Linked DNA regions of Acanthopagrus latus: region 1 is linked to region 2. The links are chromatin contacts, called in public Hi-C maps. All regions are on one chromosome and are shown on one strand. The core of a region is the stretch at or near the end of the contact, and the rest is flanking DNA. Distances in the headings are between cores, read along the strand shown. Region 1 holds the start of LOC119024437 (kinesin-like protein KIF23). Region 2 holds the start of morf4l1 (mortality factor 4-like protein 1).

Evidence for each region. Hi-C and Micro-C count contacts between places; a contact is called where the count stands out from the background.
Region 1: a contact with region 2 is called in a Hi-C map of liver, with 4 times the contacts expected there. The contact joins the promoter of LOC119024437 here to the promoter of morf4l1 in region 2. A contact is called at or near these places in 4 of 4 Hi-C or Micro-C datasets (liver and muscle).

The regions. Positions count from the first base shown.
Region 1 is chr8:11,476,976-11,483,714 of fAcaLat1.1, reverse strand. LOC119024437 (kinesin-like protein KIF23) reads left to right here and starts at 1,834. Exons shown (of 24, transcript XM_037107249.1): 1 at 1,834-1,977; 2 at 2,243-2,312; 3 at 2,530-2,658; 4 at 3,328-3,433; 5 at 3,577-3,713; 6 at 3,806-3,918; 7 at 4,004-4,174; 8 at 4,471-4,515; 9 at 5,423-5,535; 10 at 5,816-5,937; 11 at 6,022-6,124; 12 at 6,204-6,283; 13 at 6,361-6,480; 14 at 6,570-6,729. The coding sequence starts at 1,964. ddb2 (DNA damage-binding protein 2) reads right to left here. Exons shown (of 12, transcript XM_037107258.1): 3 at 850-985; 4 at 649-758. The coding sequence starts at 979. LOC119025190 (a small nucleolar RNA gene) reads left to right here and starts at 5,591; the gene lies at 5,591-5,687.
Region 2 is chr8:11,329,487-11,336,211 of fAcaLat1.1, reverse strand. morf4l1 (mortality factor 4-like protein 1) reads right to left here and starts at 2,125. Exons shown (of 12, transcript XM_037106741.1): 1 at 1,970-2,125; 2 at 701-747; 3 at 534-601; 4 at 353-439; 5 at 1-9. The coding sequence starts at 2,009. It overlaps LOC119024205 (kinesin-like protein KIF23), which reads right to left. Exons shown (of 12, transcript XM_037106740.1): 7 at 6,672-6,725; 8 at 6,221-6,454; 9 at 5,649-5,737; 10 at 5,355-5,433; 11 at 5,081-5,151; 12 at 3,970-4,463. The coding sequence ends at 4,448.

The sequences.
Region 1 (6,739 bases), core at 585-3,084, 150 kb before region 2:
ATGTTTAGTTATTTTTTGAATGTTTTAAACAAAACAAAAAAACAAAAAAAATTAAATATTTGACATTTAATCACTAACTATTTCACTTAGAACAGACTCTGCAAAACTCACAGCCACACAGGAAGTGTAGCAGGCAGAGACACACAGTAGTCCATCATCACAGTAAAGATGATGAGTCGATCATTGACTCTCTGTTCATAAACTTGATTCTTTGGGTTAAATCACAATAAATCACAATATTAACTGACGTGCTGATATGACCTGTGTCAAAAACTAGTTCTCCTAGTTCTCTGCTTATATGTCACAATAACAACAAAACTAGAACCAGGTCCTACATGAAAATACTTTGCGCATGTACAGGAATAGGAGAAACAGGGGTCATGAGAGGAAGCTCATTTTCACCCCAGTGAATCTTACTGCATTGTAACAACTTAATCTGACCATGAATATGTTTCTGCATGATGTACTCACAGGCCTACACCATGCACACTTGCACAGTCATCTACAGTAATAGTATTGCATATGGAAAACTTGCCCACTTCCACATACAAGTAGTCGCAGTAGTACAATATAGTAATATATTTTGATCCACAGTGTTATCAGTGCCCGTCTTTGGTCCCTCTGTCCAGTCTTTGAGTGAAGCCTCACCTGTCTCATCCGTGAGTGCAGACTTTGTCCCAGTGTGCTCTTGTAAATATAATGCAAGATGCTCCCATAGCCAGTCCTCTTCTGGACTGCTGCAGGTTTGAGAGGAGGCCCTGCAAGACACACAAACCAAAGCTGTCATGACATGAGGTACATTTCATGATCAATATCGCCAACTCCAGCTGTCCCGTCGGGGCTGCACACCTTGTTTAGATTTCTCTCCATCTTTCTTGTCTCGTAGTTTTCTGGAGAGGGTCGTCGCAGAGCTCTCTCCGGCTCTTTTCTTCACTTTTCCCTTTGGCTCGGAGGCATTTGACTTCGTCGGTCTTTTCATTTCTCCCTTTAAAAACATACGACGAATCTTAATGCACAGCACAAAACCGAGGCTTTGACTCGACAGTTAATCATTTAACGTCATCAATGAAGTGAAATCAATCTTCTCACCTATGATTTTCAACGTTTGGAGCTGTACACATTCAGAGCAGGAGCTTTCCTGTTTGCATAACAGAGCAGTACACGTGAGAGTGGCTGCAAAAGTGGGTGTTTTGTAACGTGTGTGTGACGGCCTGTGGACGGTAGGCGTCAGTGTTTATCCACCAATAACCATCAGCGGACGCCATGTTTGGTGTTTAGGCAGGACTACAACATGACGTCAGATCAGCTGTCTTTTTTCAGAGGCTTTATATATATATATATATATATATATATATATATATATATATATATATATATATATATATATATATATATATATATATATATATATATATTTTAAAAGGAACAACGCACATTTAATATGTGTTATGGCAGTGAGCCTAATATATTAACGTGGTTAGGTAACTTATAAAATTGAGTGTTTTACAACAACAACAAATAAAAAATTGCCAAAACAAGTGGAAAAAAAACCAATAACAAAAAATGTACAGTGTTTAAATAAGTGTGGAAGACAAACTACTGCAAATATACTTAAACATAAAGAAGTTGGTTATGTTATCTGAAAAATGTGTAAATATACAAATTGTTACAAAGATAGCTCAAGATAAAAAAAAATATGTTTCGTTAAAACTATCTATCTATCTATCTATCTATCTATCTATCTATCTATCTATCTATCTATCTATCTATCTATAATCATAATAGGTTGCATATTTGACACTTTTCATGGTAGTTCCCATAAAATGCTGGGAAGTCTAGGCGGAAACACGTGATCGGTTGTTATTGAATCTGATTGGCTGCTGCCGCCTCGTTCTCCGGAGGGAAAGTTCAAAATTGTAGCAACAGGAACGGACAAACTAACGATACAAGAAGCAGAGCAACAATGATCAGACAAGCGTGAGTACAGTTTAATGTTGCTTTTTGTACCGGATGTAAAGTCCATTACCTAGAATTATTATCCTAATATCAAATATCGTGTTGGAATTTAGCTTGGCCGCTTGCAAACGGAATCCAAACAAGAGAAGTTAGTTAGCTTAGCCGTAACGTTAGCCTGAGGCTAATAAGCAGCCGTCTAGCCCGTGGCTTTGTTAGCGCATCATCGCTTTACTGTAATCTGAGTCTAACAATGTACTGTCCTAATGAAAGATGATTAATGTTTCAGGAAGGGGAAAACTCCCCGCAGGCCTCCTCCTAAGAAGCCACCCAACAACAACCAGAAAGACCCGGTTGGGGTAGGTCACTACGTTGTTCAGTAATTCATATTTGTATTGGCAAACACAAACTGCACATTAGCATTCAATAACAACCCCAATGCTTGCCTAGTTGTAACGTTAGTTGCACATTAAAGTATGTTACTAGCTGAGTGGATTTCCACGGATCAAAGAGTGACGTTCATTAAGGAGTGATCACGTCCTCTTGAAGCACACTTGACTGGTGTATTGTCCCCAGGTGTACTGTCGTGTCCGGCCCCTGGGTGCCGAGGACGAGGAGTGCTGCATTGAGGTCATCAGCAGCTCCACCATCCAGCTACACGCACCCGAGGGCTTCAAGACAAACAGAAATGGAGAGTACAAAGAGGTAACACATCTAGTGGACTTGGACTGTTTATGTTCTCCTCCTCTGTTCTAGTAGTTGAGGGGAAATAGCAGAGGTATTTGTCATCTTTTGCACAATAACATGCACACCATTGGCCTAATTTACTGCAATGTTTTTAATGGAAACAACTCAAATATAAAACGACCAAAACAAAAATAAATGGTTATCCCAGTAGCCTGAGCTTAATATAGGTAAGCCAAAGCCTAGTTCTTCCTGTAGGTTACTGAGGTGTTCTCATGTCAGATAAGTAATGCAATCTGTCCAGCCTGGAGGTTGGACAACCAGAAGAGCTAAGAGTAGAGCAGCCCCTCCTTCACACTGAAGGGAGCGATTCAAAAGTGGTTTAAGAATGTCTGTTAGACTCCTCCCTGTGGACGCATTCCAGACCATATCTAACTGGGAGGGAAACCTCCTAACAGACCTTTTTTAATTTTTTTATTTTTTCAATAGAGAAACTTTTTGGCCTGTTGATAAAAAAATTTACCATCAGTAGGAACAAATTATTCTGAGTGCCACTGAAAAGCTGGGAACGTCAGAAAGTACAGAGACCCCACTGTTGGTTTTAATCTCATTATGTTTATTTGGTGGAAATAAGAATATATATGATGATGCCGTCCTTAAATATTCTAATTCATCTTTTTTGTCTCGTAGACACAGTATTCTTTCAAACGAGTATTTGGAGTTTCCATATCTCAGAGGGAGCTTTTTGAACATGTGGCCAAACCTCTTGTCGATGATCTCATTCATGGAAAAAATGGTAAGAATGGTGATTTTTCTTTTTTATCTCAGTAATTTGTCCTCTGACTGAACTTTCCCTGAATTTTAACAGGAAATGGAAAAGCACTGTTTGGCTTTGAGATTATTATTGGCAGTTGATGGTCTCCGCTCTGGATGTTGCAGGTCTACTCTTTACGTATGGGGTGACGGGAAGCGGAAAGACGTTCACCATGACGGGCTCTCCGGGCCAGGGTGGACTTCTACCTCGCTCGCTTGACATGATCTTTAACAGTATAGGACCCTACCAGGCCAAAAGATATGTAAGACAGGAAGCTCTCTCTTGTACCCACATACCTCTATCATTCTTGAATCTGCACATTAGTAATCTAATTTCATACTTCCTGTTTTTCAGGTTTTCAAGACAGATGACAAAAATGGTATGGAGGTCCAGAATGAAGTTGATGCTTTGTTGGAGCGCCAAAGGCGTGAAAACAACTTGCCTGTTCCTAAAACACCCTCTGCCAGGTAAATCCCCAGTCCCCAGGAATACTACTGTTTCTACTGTGTAACTAATGTGTATATAACCTGAAAATCACTTCTTTGATTTCAGACAAAAGCTGGACCCTGAGATTGCGGACATGATTAAGCCGGAGGAGGCGTATAAAGCAGATGGTGTGGACGAGGACAGCAGCTACAGCGTCTTCGTCTCCTACATAGAAATCTACAACAACTACATCTATGATCTCCTGGAGGAAACTCAGGAGGATGTCATCAAACCAAAGTGAGTTCAGAAAATGTTAACTGAAAGGAACATAATTCAGATGTATAAATGTGCATTTAAAGACAGGTTTTAAATGTTTTGAGTAATTATACATTTACATTTTTATAGCTGGAAGAAGATCCTGCACACTGCCTGTCTTGCAAAAATACATTTATTATTGACGTGAGCAGGACTATGCTTGCAACTATTGATCCACTTTACATTCTCTGCATCTATGTCATGTGTCAATACATGTGCAAAGTGTTCTTCTGTTCAGAGGAGCTTGAAGACAGAATTATTGTCTTTCTTTTTACTAGGTGGAATGGTGGGGGCACACCTCTGCGCCAGAACACTGAGTTCATGTATGTGACCAGTGAATACTCGTCCATCAGACTTGTAGCCTGATTAAGATGAACTTTCCCTCTTTGACGTGTAACCTAGTTTGTAAGTGGAGCCGTGTGAACACTGGAGACATTTCCAAACTTCCAAAAAATGTTGTGGAAACTTCTTTTTTGAAAAACAAAATTAAAAAAGAAAAAGTGTTGCCACAACAACTAAGAAGTTATTAAAAAGTAGGGCTGGGTATTAATTGAAATAGTTTCAATGTTTTCTTTATATTAATGCTGATATATGTGACGGATATAAACAACACCTTTTATCTACTGGATTATTTTATTAATGGATGTACAAAACACATAAATCTAAGGGTAAAATGTTAGAGTAACTTTCAGGAGAATTGCCTCAAAATATTTATCTGGAGATGTGCCTAATATTTATTTAAGCATGTCCATTAGTAAACTGAATAGTTTTGTACTGTGTCCCGGGGATTTAAGCATTTATAATGAGCCTTTTTATATTTTGCAAATATTTTTTGTCAACATTTCACAGATGGAAAATAATGGCTAAATTAATCAACAGTAATAAAAAAAACTTAATTTTTTTTTTTTTTAAATAAAATACAGTTAAATTGGCATTTTACATCAAAGCTCTGTGCTACAGTGTAATGTCTCCAGTATTGACGAGAGTTCCTCTAGTCCCCCAGAATCATTACATTTCCCTGCTGCTGCTTGTAGTCTCTGTTATGTTACGGTTTAACTTCCTGAATGTCCTTAAACCTCCTGTCTGTTGCTTTGGATGGCGCTTCATGATTGTTACTGTCTGATTATTTCCCATGGCTGGAATCAAGCACACCCCGCCCCTCCTCCAAATGTTTGATGCTCATTTGTTCCACGTCTGCAGTGAGTGACCCTTTTTTTTCTCTCAATGTAGACCACCTCAATCTAGAATCCTCAGAGAGGATCAGAATCACAACATGTATGTGGCTGGTTGTATGGAGGTCGAAGTCAAATCTGCCGAGGAGGCATTTCAAGTGTTCTGGAAAGGTAAGATCTACATTTCGAAACCAGAGAGTCAGAGAAAAAGGAATAAAGAAAATGACTGCACTGATGATTGTAGATGTGACTGACCTGGCACTGCTAGCCTCCGGGTTGGCTTTGGCCAGGAAATGACCCGCGTTAATCTTCTCTCTGAGCAGGTCTTTTATGAGCTAAATGGATCAATCCGAGTTTTGTGTCTAAATCAGAGAAGCTCAAATTCCCATCTGAAGATGATATCTGAGAGTCTAGATACTTGAAAACGTTTGCCTTTACTATGTTGCTCCAGGTCAGAAAAAGAGGAAGGTTGCCAACACCTGCCTGAACAGAGAGTCCAGTCGCTCCCACAGTGTGCTCATTATTAAACTGGCTCAGGCTCCTCTTGATGCTGACGGCGACAACGTTCTCCAGGTCAGTTAGAACTGAAAACCAAATGGTTCGTCCCGCAGTTGAAAGCCCTGACATTAAAGGCTTTTTAAAAATCTTGCTTTACAGGATAAAAACCAGGTGACTGTTAGTCAGCTGTGCCTGGTGGACTTGGCAGGAAGTGAGCGCACCGGTAGGACGGGGGCAGAAGGAACCCGTATACGTGAAGCAGGTGTGTTACCCAAACATCCAGATTTGTCTTGTGTGTAGCTGAAGTTCATGTGAGATTAAACAACATTCTTTCCCTGTAGGTAACATTAATCAGTCTTTGCTGAATCTGCGGACGTGCATCGAGATACTTCGGGAAAACCAGCTGTGTGGCTCAAACAGGGTATGAGTTACTAAAGCTGAACGCTGTTGTTACATTTACTAATGAACCATGTAGGTAATGCAAGTTGTCTCCTACAGATGGTCCCCTACAGAGATTCTAAAGTCACCCATCTGTTCAAGAACTACTTTGATGGAGAGGGCAAAGTCAAAATGGTTGTGTGTGTGAATCCCAAAGCTGACGACTACGAGGAGACGTTGGTATGTTCATCTGATGGTTAAACTGTGTCCATTACTTTACACCGAGTGAGCAAGTCGCTTTTCGTCTGACGCACGCTCTGTTTGTCCAGCTGGTGATGCGGTTTGCAGAGATGACCCAGGAGGTGGAAGTGGCTCGGCCGGTGGACAGGCCCATCTGTGGCTTCACCCCGGGCCGTCGCAATAGAAACCAGGCCTTTAAAGAGGAACTGTCTCGCAAGCTTGAGGAGCGTGGCGGTCCGCTAGACAGAGGTAAGTTCTG
Region 2 (6,725 bases), core at 876-3,375:
TAATGGTCTCTGAAATGAGAAAAGAAAACACGATCAATTGCATTAGAATATTATATTTAAAGTCAGCCAGTTTTCAGGACACGGACTACGCTTTGTTAACATCTCCGAATATAGTGTACATGTATATGAGGTATTAATGCATGTGGACATGGGGTACTATTCTGTTTCTCTTTTTTTATTCTTTATATTTCTGTTCTGTTTTCTACCATATTCACCAAGCAGAACACCATTACAACATAATTTCTGAATTGCTCTTGCTATGGACCTTGCTCATAAGAAAAGTCACTGGAGTGTAATTTGTGAACATTAAAGTTTATAAAAACTACGATTGGAAAAGAGAGAGTGGACTTACTGATTGGCCCTCTGAAGCTCTTTCTGTTTCTGCAGATTACTGTCCACATACTTAAGCACTCTGCTTTCAGGAACCCATTCGTCCCAGCTGGGAGATAAAACACCAAGACAGAAATTAAGCACTTTGAAAATCTTCACTGTACACATCTTAAGTATTTGATTTGTGTGAACCAAACACTTACTTCTTATTCCACCCGCTGTAATGAATAAAATATTTGATTTGTTTGTCCTTGATGTTTATCTTAACACACTGCAAACAGAGACATAAAGCATTGTCAAGAAACTCTTATATTGGAGGCACAGTTTAGGATCACATGATCGGAGAATCGGGCTAACTAATGCAGCCTACCTTAGCTTCGTAGAGCAATGGCCCATGAAAACACAGCACTCTTTCACCTGAACAGAGTGTTGGTCAATTAAAGTCAGCAAAGGGCAGTTCAAGTAAAACAAAATTAAAGTGTAAAGACAACTGATCTACTTGCACATACACATCCTAAGAGTTCATAACAGGGCTTAAAATAGACTTAAACATTGTTACACCCTAATTAACACCTTTATCGTTTCAAACGTCTCTTTGATGGTTGGAAGCAAGTTTACAGCTAAGTTTATAAGTTAGTTTTAGACACACATGGAGACCTCAAACTATCATTCAAATGTTGACTATTTTAATAAATCTAATAATTTAATCTCTAATACCCACAGATATCCACATTACAATTATGATAAACAAAGAAAGGCAGAAAATCCTCCCACTGACATAAAACATTTTATTCCCTCAATAATAAGGATGCTGACAATTAAGCTCATCGTTGATTCCTTTGTATTTAAAATGGTCAACACATAATCAATTAAGCCATTAACAACTACTGTCATAATAAATAAATTTGCTTCATGATCTGGTTTGGAGAACTTGCAGTGCATTGCAATAAGTTAATTTAGATCTTAATTAAGAGACTTTAACAAATATTTTGCCTGAGATTCCGTGTACCGCGATCGATAATAACCTGATACTGACTTTCAACATTTGCCTTTTTCTTAAGGAATGAATGAACTCAATGTCTAACAAATAAATAAATGATATACATGCTAACTGACATACTATACACATCATTTGCTTTAGGACAGGTTGATAGGCCACACCAACGAGGACCACTCACGTAGTGAAAATGCATACACACTTGGTAAATCATTGAAAGAGCTGCAGAAATGTCTGACAGATGACAACAGCAGTTAGCCACACAGCTAGGACTCGGCTAACTGTGAGAACAGAGAGATAGGCGGTGAAATCAGTAAGGAGCTAACACTGAATGAAGCTAATACGTTCAGTTAGCTTGGGACAAAAACAACAGATGAAAATTCAAGGCATTTGCGCTGCCGTATGGTACTTCTGACGCCTCAATCTGCCGCAAAGAACAAAACTTGATATTTAACTAAAGTAGCGCATAAAAATGACCGAAACCTGTTTTATGCAACAACAATGAAAGCTAACGATGCTAGCCATTCGGCGGCTGCAGTGTTGTTTCGGTCATAAGCTAGCTGACATGGTGGACCTCTCCGGCGACTCCAGCGCTGCCTGATAACACGAATCTATCAGAAATTAAAACAGACAACTTGTTACCTTCTTGAAATTTAGGTTTCGGGTCCTGTTTCGGCGCCATTCACGGATTAAACTATCAAAATATGGGAAAAATCGCTAGCTCCCATTCCAGTCTGAAACGGCGCCGCTCTCTAAAAACGTCATAGTCGACGGGATGACGCATTAATGCCGCGACCAAAGACAGCGCCCGTTTCTAAATGAATTCCAATGACGCCGCTGTCTGGTGGAGCCCACAATTAGCTTAGAAATACTGAGATCCTGATTTCCCAAGCAACATAAAGTCTAGAAGTTCACCAGCAAGCACAAAATGTGTAAAATGTTTCGTACATCATGGTGTTAAAGCTGTTTCAAAACCTCCAGTCATTGCTGGGAATATTTAAATTCCCCCAAATAATACATGGAAGCCCTTAGTGAACTTAATCCACTTAATTCCACTTTTGCATCTGTTACAGTTAAATCTGATATGTATAATTGTATGGGTGTTCTGAAGTTCTCTAGTCCTCTATGGGCATATAAACTGTAACATATTGTTATTGACTGTAATCTATGAGTAAATGGAGAATGTAAAGCCTTCCTGGAATTGAAAAAACATTATATAAAAAGGCGAGTCAATGAGCTGTCAGTTGGTAAAATAACATGCTATGAAAGTAGAAGATGTTCTTTTAATTGCATATGGCTGAGAAACGTATTATATGACATGTATGATTGAGGACAGTGCTTTTTTAACCACTGAATTATGAATGGCGTTCATCAGCACCATGGATTGGTGAGAATCATTTTGTCCTGCCTGTGCCAAGAGGCAACTTATAACGTCTGTGTCAGAGCCATTCAAGCAGAATGTCTATAAACAAAAACAGTTATAAACAATTATCCTACAAGGTAAATGTATTGTCATTTCTTAAATCACAAGGGTTTAAGAAAAAATGTTTGAGTCCTTTGAGTTCTGCTACATCTATTTTAGAAATGGTAAAGTGTTGATGATGAATTGACAGGTCTCACAGCCTGCGGGAATGAAGCTGCTCCACAGTTTTCACCAATGTCACTGATAGATGGGTCATCATGATGTTCTGGGCAGTTTTAATCAATTTGAGTGCTTTCCTGCTTAACGTCACCAAAACCAAGGAGAACCAACTGAGAACCTATCTTGATTAGTTGAAATCAGAGATGGTCTGATGGTTTGAAGTAGAACACCATAATTCCCTGACCTGGTTTTATGCTTGTTGTGGACCTTTGAGTGCAGTTTTCATTTATTTTCCACAAGTGTGTCTTTGAACCTTGTAACGCCGATCAGGGGTGCAACAAGAGTTTCATAATAACTTCATTATAATGCTCACACCACTTGGTTGTGGAGGGCTTGCAGTGAGGAGCCGGGGATAATAGTGTGGTGCAGCACATCAAACAGATCCTGGTCAAAAAGCAAAGCACTCAGTATCTCATAGGAGTGAATTTAATGGCCACTGGTTGCTCTTGGCACTTGCCCCTCTCCAAGAGGCTCCATGTTAGTCACTCTCTAGTGCGTTCCACTTGAAACCCAGCCAGACCGCTGGTAGATGAGATTTCAACTGTCCACTCAAAGCCTTGATGAGTGTACCACTGGCTTCAGCGGGTCATTAGACTGGTGATGCTCAGCTGACAAGAGACAGTGAAACTGGACACTGTATTTAATAAAGATTTGCTGCATTGTTCAAGCTCAGTCGGCCCTTGCAACAGCAAAGCTGTTAAAATTTATCAGATGACACAAATTTTCTTGTTTTCACTGCCATTCATAAAGTTAGTATTTCTTGTCATTAACATATCTGTTTACAGAACAGCACAGCATGAGGGATTACTCCTTCATAGCTGTATTAATCCCTCAGGTATTTTGCAGTGCAACTGAACCCCTGATTAAGTTTTCTAAGGAACTGTGGTCCTGTGCTGACATCTAGTGTTCACAGATCATCCTTGTGCCAGTTGCTTGTAGCATTACGCACTGCACTGACATGTTTGCATTGTGTTCCTCAGTGTATATAAACACAACAAACTGGTGCTGGAATTTTATTCCTGAGTGAACAGTGAAGGTAGGAGAGCAGAGGAGAGATTGTACGTGACAGAAGCTAATTTTATGTATAGCGAAATTCAAGAAGAACAGGATTATTCAAATGCTATTGGAATTGCTATATAATTCAATAACAAACAGACAGAAAACGTATGCACTGAACAAAAAAAAATATCGTGGCAGCTTCACAATGTCTTGCATGTGCACTCAGAATCTTCAGCAGCAGAGTCACAGAAACTAAATATTTGCCAACATCCTTGACTGAATCAAACAACACTTGTTTTATATTGGTTCAAATACAACACAAAATTGTTTACAAAGTAGCTTTAGTGACCCATGTATAAACACTTTTACACATATAAACAATATTTTCACAAAAGCTAACAAATAAGAAGTTCAAACTATTGCACAACAGCAAAGTGAGGAAAGAGGGAAGTGATCACTGGAGCAGCTGGCGGCTGCTTTTAGCATTTCCTGCGTCTGTAAAAAGGGAAGACAGATAAAAAATAGTGTGTGGTGGCTCAAGGAGACTCTGCACAATGTAAAACTGAAAAAAACTGACGTACTTTAAAGACATTTATTATATAAAGACGTTTTATCTCTCACAGGCAGATAGATACTGACAGACCCTGTTGAATTACTTTTTTTGAATTATATCATTCCATTTTCTTTCTCTCTCTCTTCGAAGACGCAACAAGGAACTTTAATTTTTGTTGATTCTGGTGGCTCCTGAATTGTGGTACAAGCCCCACTAAAAAATGCAACATACAATGTACAAAAATGTCATTTGTCTATTTTGAAGACAGAGGTCATGTATCTATTTGTGGCTATGCAAGATCAATAACTGTAATATGACAATTATTAAAAATAAAATCAAGTTATGTTTATACTCCTAGGCTAGGTGCTAACAGGTGCTTGCGAATAGTAATTTTGCTGAGGATGTCAAAATGATCAACCTTCCCTCATAATGTTTGGCAGGCATTAAGAATAACAACACAGAATTAGCTTATCTTGTTAGTGTTAGGGGTCTGCCTCTCTCTCATTTTATTTCCAAATGTATAGTTTATACTGTTGGTATATAAAAGTTGATGGCTTACTTATTGATCCTCTGATGCTCATAGCCAGGACCCATGTTTGATCCAGTCCTCATCTCTATGGCCACAGAGCACTGCGAACATAAGAAAAATTGGGACCTGGATTGATACTGAACTGTTGGTAATTCTACATTAATCTGAATGATGATGCCATCATAAAATGTTCTAACTACAAGAACCACCTAACTACCATTTACGTGTAAGGTAAGAGTCCAACAGAGAGACACATGCACATGCAATGAACTGAACACTTCAACATCAGATAATATCATCCTACCCTCGTCTCCACATCAGTGCTATCTTCTTCTGCTCGATCTCCATTTCCAGGTTTGCCTTCGGAAGATTTTCTTTTGCAGCTTCAGACACAAAAGTAAAGTGACAAAAAACATGTTAAAACATCATTGTGAACAACTATCTATCTATCTATCTATCTATCTATCTATCTATCTATCTATCTATCTATCTATCTATCTATCTATCTATCTATCTATCTATCTATCTATCTATCTATCTATCTATCTATCTATCTATCTATCAATCAAGCAGCTAATAACTGGCTGTAGGCTGCTACCTTGGGACAGTTGTGAACTCCTGTTTTAGTGTCTCAATGTCGGTGAACTGTACAGCCTGTCCTCCTCCCCTGGTCTTAATCACCTCACCCTGAAAAATGAATAGCATTATGAAGGAATAGTCTACTTTAAATAGCAGTTCATCCAAAAGCAAAATTCTGTACATCATTTGGTGTTACTAAAATACAGTTGCAGTTTTTTTTGACATATAAAATGCAGTTTGACTGCCTTTGGTGAAAAAGGTCTCCTGCTCAGATCTCCAGCCACTGATTCTTCAGCTTGCTTCTGAAAAGTGCCAAAGCAGCTTATTAGAAGCCCCCCCCCTCACATATGGGGAACAATTCTCACACTTTTTTATATGTGTGATTGTTACATGTTAATTTAAAATAACTTACAGAGCCCACATTCTCTGGAGAGATATGTACTGAAATGTTTTCCAAATGAATAATGAATGTAAGGGTGCCAATGTATCAATGGTTAACATGGACAAACTGGTAGTGACCTTTCAAATCACTGATAATCAGAAAAGCATTTGCTATTATGGATATCAAATATCCTGTGGCAGATTGGTTACCTTGATAAGTTTGGTCTGGATCTCGCCATCAGAGGCAACTTCCTGGTGTGTTAAAACATATCTGTCACACTTTGACAGGGCCTTCTCACTGGGTTCAGACACCTTGATGGCACGTGGGATGATGGGCTGCAAGACGGTACCCAAGTCTATACTGCTCAAGGGTGTATGGTCCACCCACTTCTCCCTAGCAGTAGAGCGGGTGTGGCGGTGCAGTGGTTGTACTGGGGTAACCGTCTACAGAACAGGGACACAATTAAAAAAGAAGGAAAAAATCATAAGCAAACAAAACTGTGGCTCAGGATTAGATACAATTCTGACAACTATATCTTAAATTGTATACTAACCTGATAAGTGAAGCAAAAGCAAACAATAATAATAGTCATTATTGCATAATCAGAGGTACCAGTTCTCATATAAACATCATACTGCTACCTGTTGCTAACTCACTGACCTTGTAGCTTCTCTCAATTAGGTTTAAATCTAACTGAGGGGAGTCGGACTCTTC